2 separate regions of the Zea mays genome follow, and region 2 is linked to region 1. The links are chromatin contacts, called in public Hi-C maps. All regions are on one chromosome and are shown on one strand. The core of a region is the stretch at or near the end of the contact, and the rest is flanking DNA. Distances in the headings are between cores, read along the strand shown. Region 1 holds the start of LOC100274578 (Polyketide cyclase/dehydrase and lipid transport superfamily protein). Region 2 holds the start of LOC103646112.

Evidence for each region. A called contact is a pair of places that touch in the nucleus more often than the background predicts.
Region 2: a Hi-C map of tassel shows a contact between it and region 1, with 1.8 times the contacts expected there. The contact joins the promoter of LOC103646112 here to the promoter of LOC100274578 in region 1. A contact is called at or near these places in 2 of 25 Hi-C or Micro-C datasets (ear and tassel).

The regions. Positions count from the first base shown.
Region 1 is chr2:21,265,847-21,269,018 of Zm-B73-REFERENCE-NAM-5.0, reverse strand. It overlaps LOC100274578 (Polyketide cyclase/dehydrase and lipid transport superfamily protein), which reads left to right and starts at 1,616. Exons shown (of 6, transcript NM_001148931.1): 1 at 1,616-2,095. The coding sequence starts at 1,719.
Region 2 is chr2:21,423,258-21,426,429 of Zm-B73-REFERENCE-NAM-5.0, reverse strand. LOC103646112 reads left to right here and starts at 1,585. Exons shown (of 2, transcript XM_008670834.3): 1 at 1,585-1,848; 2 at 1,984-2,535. The coding sequence starts at 1,739. The coding sequence ends at 2,236.

The DNA.
Region 1 (3,172 bases), core at 367-2,866:
AATTACACATTCTTTTTCTACTTTCAGTTTTCAAATGACATGTACTTGGGTAGTGATTAATTGAAACTGTCTTCTGTTATTACATGAATCAGTATCATGAGACTCAGTTCTGTTATTACATTCTTTCGCTGAATGGTGTCACGATCACGAAACGATATACCTGGTTAAAAGCATCATGAGACTCAGTATTGATATTGTTAGTACATGAATCTGGAACAGGATCAGTATCAGGACTAGCCGTGTGAATAGAGTCGGAGCGACGAATGTAGGTCTAGATGACAGGTGGTTTGGAATAGTAAGGTGGAGATAACATGAAGGTGGAAGGCGGTGTTATAGGAATGAGGACATCAGGTGTAGATTTCATTATGGTGTAGATGTAAAATCAGGAATAGAAGGAAGACACATGAATGAGGTGGACTCTGTGGGACAATATGAGGAGTGAGTGAACTTGTTGTAAAAGGAGTGATTTTCATTAAAACTCACATCTCTAGGAATATAAATACGGCGAGTAGATGGATCATAACAACAGTCTTTGTGTTTAGGATTGTATTCAAGAAAAACACACTTAACAGACTGAGCAGTCAATTTAATCCGCTCATATGGTGGTAACAAGACATAACACACACATCCAAACACTCGAAGGTGATCATATCGTGAAGGTATCCAAAAAGAACTTCACTAGGCGTTTTGCTAGAAAGTTTGGATGATGGCTGTTTATTAGTGAGATATACCGCAGTAGAAACAACTTCACCCCAAAAGCGTGAAGGAACAAAAGAAGATATCAAAAGAGTGCGTGCACTCTCAATACTATGACGATGTTTGCGTTCGGTAACGCCATTTTGGGCATGAGCACCACAAAGAAAGTTGATGTAGAGTACCCTCTAAGGACAATAACTCTCGAAAATTATCAGATAGAAATTCAACACCAGAATAAGAAAAAAATATAATAGAAGCAGAAAACTAGATGTGAACCATGCGCGTGAAGGACATATAAACAGAAACCAATTTAGAGTGTTGTTTCATAAAGTAAATATAAGTATAACAATAATGGTTATAAATAAAAACGACATAATATTTATGACCCTAATTCAAAATAAAAAGAGTAAGATCCTACATGAGAGTAAATAAGATCAGAAGATCTAGTAGAATAAGAATCACTAGTAAAATATGAAAATATGAAAGTTATATTTGTTTTGAAAGGTGACAATCTTGCTTTGTCACAAACCATATCAAAACACTCCCCAGCTCATAGTTATCCAGTTCTATCCTATACGAACAGGAGTACGCTACAAAATACAAATGGTAGCCCCTTCCCTTCGTTTCTCATAGCTGAAAAGACTGAGAGCCTGAGAGACGGTTTAGATCGACCCCCACGGGCCCACCCGACCATCTCGCTGGGGCCAGCCAAACCCAAATCACCGCCGCTATGTCACGGTCGATCCCTCGTAAACCCCGCGCCCGGATGTTCCGCGGCATATACCGCTTTGTCCATCCCACCTCGGCACCTCTACCGACACGTGGGTCTACCCGCCAACCTGTCCGTTTCCGCCGCCTCTGACACGCGGGCACAGGCACGGGCCTCCTCCAAAAAACCCCCCCCCTCCCCAGCTTGTCTGCCCCTCTCTCCATTTCGCGGAGGAAGAAAAAGGGGACCAAAAAACGGAAAAGGGGATAGGAGGAACGGATCAGCGGTGGAAGCTTCCAGCCCTAGCGCAGCAATGGCGGGTTGGTGCGAGCAGGCGGTGGCGCTGCTACAGCGCCCCGCGGTGGCGGAGATGGCCGTCGACGTGCTGCTCTGCGCGGTGCCGATCTGGGCCGCCGTCATGATCGGCCTCGTCGTCGGCTGGTCCTGGCGCCCGCGCTGGACGGGACTGCTCTTCCTCGGCCTCCGGAGCCGCCTCCGCATCCTCTGGGTGCCGCCAGGCCTCGGGGCCCGGCGGCTCTGGTTCGCCTGCACCGCGCTCTCCGCCTGCTCCGTCGCGACCAAGCTCATCTCCTCCGCATTCCGCCGCTGCAGAGGCAAGCACCAGGACAGGGCCTCCCCCGACGATGATGCCGCTGCGACCAGAGACGGCGGATGTCGCGCCGACGGCAGGTCAACATCTAGTGGTTGAATCTATATTATACTGTGGCTGGCGGGTTGGCTGGGGACCGAGGTTGGTGGCGGAAATGCAGCGGCTGTCAGTCTCGTCAATTGCCTCTCTTGAAGACTAGGTGTCTTTCAGTTTGGTATTGAATGGAATGACCTTGCGGTTCATTCAGGGGCGACCCTGTCCCTGTGCTAGAAGGCAATTTAGGACCTGTTTGATTGAGGCCTTGAGAGGTGGCTTTTTAAAAAGCTATTGGTACCTATGCCCTGTGGAAAAAACTGCTGGGGGAGGGAGGGCGATGAGGAAGTCGAAAGGCGTTTAGTTGAGGAAAAACTGCCGTCACCTACAGGCTGTGTTTGGAATGTGGGTAGTGAGGAAATCGAAAGCCGTTTAGTTAAGTAGATGTGCCTTCCACAAGAATGTATCCACCCTCAACTTCCTCTTCGTCCTCTCGAAGCCAGGGAAGCTGGCCTGGGGGTGGGGGTCAGAGACATGTCATTGCTGGAGCTGCGTGCCTGCGCTAGAGACACGCCGTTGCCAGGGTAGTGTGCCCTCACACCGGGAGGGAGAGTGCCTCGCTGAATCTGCAACACTTTTTTTACGCGTAAAGAGACGAGTCAGGGCAAATCAAACCGGTACGCACGTAACGGATGATAGGTGGGTAATTTCATGGACTTTGTATTAGCCAAAAGTAGGTGGAAGTAGGGAAGGCTGCAGTGAAATTTGTACTAGGCAAAAGCTGCTTTTGGCTGTGGCTTTAGGTGGGAACCAACCCCTTTGGTTGATTTTTGGCTTTTTAGAAGCCATAGCAGGTTGAAAAGCCCAACCTAAGAAGGCCTTAGGAGTTTTGATCTTTTTTCCCTCATGAAAATTACTCTCTTTAAGCTGACTTGATGAACTGACACATGTCGATAGAGTTGGAGCAGAATGCACGATTGTATTTTGAATTGGTGACATAGGGATGTTGGAAACTTGTGGCTTTGCTGGTAGAAGAGTATGTACTTTTGTCCGGTCCGTGAAAACTTCCTATTTATGTAGGCTATATAGGTTTTGATGATTGATTAGCTCCGTTCGCATTGCAC
Region 2 (3,172 bases), core at 336-2,835, 160 kb before region 1:
ATCTCGCCGAGTTGCTGAATGCTGAAGTCGGCTGAACTGCTGATGAGAGGGCGAATACATTAATTAGTTCATCGACGCTTTCGTCTCGAAAAATATACGGAGTACGTACGTACTTGCAAAGCATGTGAGCAGGACCATGCGATGCGTAACCTTTGTTTGCCTCCAAGCTGCCTAGCTAGCTTTAGCGCGATATATAACGTACGTGTGCGTTAAGGCGTCATCAATTCAGTTTGCAGGTAGTAGATACAGTGATACACTAGTCCCATATTCCGATCTAGTATACGTGTGTAGAGAGCAGACTTGCTTGGGCCCGTTGACTACACGTTTCGTTCGTGCATGCACTGACCATCGGCTGTGTTTTTTCTCGCCGTTCAGTAGTTCTACTTACTTCTTTCTCAAAATCGACCGAAGGCTTTTCTGGACGAAACGTCTCGTGAATGTAAGAGCTGGAGAGCTAGTACCTATCTAGTACTGTCGCCACACAGGAACACTAGCTAGCTACTCGCTTTTGTCCTCCTCTCAGGCTGTCCGCAGCTCTTGCGGCGAGCCTCCCTCTCCCCTTATACAGTGCACGTATAGAGTAGCTTTTCAGGTGCAGCGGCTAACGCTAAGGCTATCCGCACTCATACTACTCTAAATTTCTACCATAAAAAGAATATTCTATCTTAATCAGCAAAATTCTTTACTCTATACCACAATCATCCGCACTCATGTTTACTCTATATCCCAACCCTATACCAACTACCATATATTATATTATTTTTTCAATTATTTTTTATACGCACCTGCAGCCGTCCCACGTACCAGCCAACCAAAAGAGGAGAGAGATTATACAGTTAAAGAAAAGGACGCGCTACATGTGAGGTTCTCCAATGCAACCGTAAGTTTACAGTAGTGTGTCCAGTCTACCGTTGCAGCTGCTCACGCGCTATAAATATTTCCAGTCCACCGTTTACAGTCACCGGTGCGGCCAGCCTAAAGCCATCTCTACGTGAAACAGAAACACAGCTGTCCGCTAGATCCAGGGGTGGACTGTAGCACCCTCTTGACTTAAGTTTGATGTTGGTTGGTATTTAATAGTTGAAGAAAAAATGGTAATAGAAAATGAATATGGTTAGATAATGATATTTTATAGTTGTAGTGTGGTATAGGGGGAGTATTTATGGGGAACCGTTGCAGAAGATGAAAAAAATAGGGAGAAATATATAGAGGGAAAAAGTGATATAGGGGGAAAAATTTAAGGGTAATGGTTGCGGATAGTGACTCCCCCAGTGCTAGCTGTTTCTGCCCGGCTCTGCAACTGCAAGCACACCGGCCGACTTGCAGCAGGGCACAGAGCGGAACCGACGACGGACCAAGATTTTTATGTCGGCCGGTCCGCCCGCCGTGACCGTGTGAGATCGAATCGACGCGTAGCCTTTTCATCCGCATCCGCCGGTCGATGAATTAAGGTTGCCGTGTCTTTGTGCTTCCCTGCGGCCGGCCCTACCCTACCACGCTCTGCTTCATCCCTTTTTCCGCTTCTTTACATGCAACGCCCTATCCCTCTTGGCCGCTTTCATGTAGTACTACTAGTATTTAACACCACTCTCAGCACCCCGCGCCCGCGGCCCCCTCCATCCTCCTGCCTTTCCACCATTGATATCACTACTGCCCTCCTCATTCAGATTCAGTCATTCAGCCACATTCTCACCCACCACTATCCTCTCGTCTCTCGCTGGCCACGTCTCTGTCCATCATGGCCGGCACCGCCGCCGCCACAACCACGGTCTGCTCCATGTGCGGCGACGTCGGCTTCCCCGAGAAGCTCTTTCGGTGCGCGCGCTGCCGCCACCGCTTCCAGCACTCGTGCGTATACTTCTTTTATCTGCGCCCACCCTCTTGGATTCTTGCCCAGCTCCATCTTCGTATATGAGTACGTACTGTTCTTGTCCTTATCCACACACCACTGGTGGTGCCATGGCGACATATGCATGCTTGCAGGTACTGCACCAACTACTACGGCGACAGCGCACCCGCCTCGGCCGACTCCGACATGTGCGACTGGTGCCTCAGCGTCGTGGCCGGTAAGGCGAGGTCTCCCGCCGGGAAGCAGAACGCCACCGGGAGCCAGGAGTCGTCCACCACCACGGGCTCCGGAGGCAGCGGCAGGGGCGCCGCCGGCAAGGCCGAGGCTGGGCGGCGAGCGACCACCAGGCCGGCCGGCCGCAGGTACAAGCTGCTCAAGGACGTCTAGCTAGTGTGATGAGTAGTTGGCTAGATACAGCTAGGTCATGGGCATGCATGGGCCTCACGATCTTGGTGAAGATCCTAGCTAAAAGATCAAGTTCACGCGGACCCAGTAGCTTAGTACCAAGTACGACTAACTACTAGTTATATGACGTGTGCTAGTAACCTGATGTGTGTATATAGGTGTTTTTTTTTGTATATTGTATTGCATGTTTGATTGTGTGTACGTGTTAGGAGAGAGACGTCTGTTAGCCTGTTTGTTATCTATATTATATATGCATATATGGAACTTGTTTGGGTTGCTCTTATATATATATACTCCTCGTTCTCGATTTACCAGAAACCAAACATATTCAACTCTCAACAATATATACATGAAATATAGTAATATTTATAGTACAAATCATGCATGCTAACAGTTTCAGTAGCTCGATCTTGAAGATACAAATAATGCTAATATTTTCTACGAATCTAGTCAAATTTTAATAAGTGTGATCAATACATTTTTCATAGCGACCATTAATTATTAAGGACTGATCAAGCATTATGTCTTATTCTGCTTCTTGCTTTAATTTTATTTGATTTTGCAATATATATTTCCTTGTTCCTTTCAGCTTCAACAAGCTACCTTTTTTCAGTAGTCCATATTGCATGGTTCATATTATTTATTTATATAGGTACGTTATTAAGACGACACTCTTAACCATCTTACATGAATGCACCACACTAAATCTTTGGCTGAACCGGCAGTACTTTTATTTGGGTGTTGGGTAACCAATTAACCATATATGTTTGACCGCATGTGTATGTACTTTTCTTCTATCGGATCTTCTCCGTTCCCACCCCTCAAATAATCTGTGCATTTATTTGCCATGAATTTTAATACTTGTATCTTCAAATAATATGAAAATAGATTGAAGGATCTATCTAATACTATTAATCA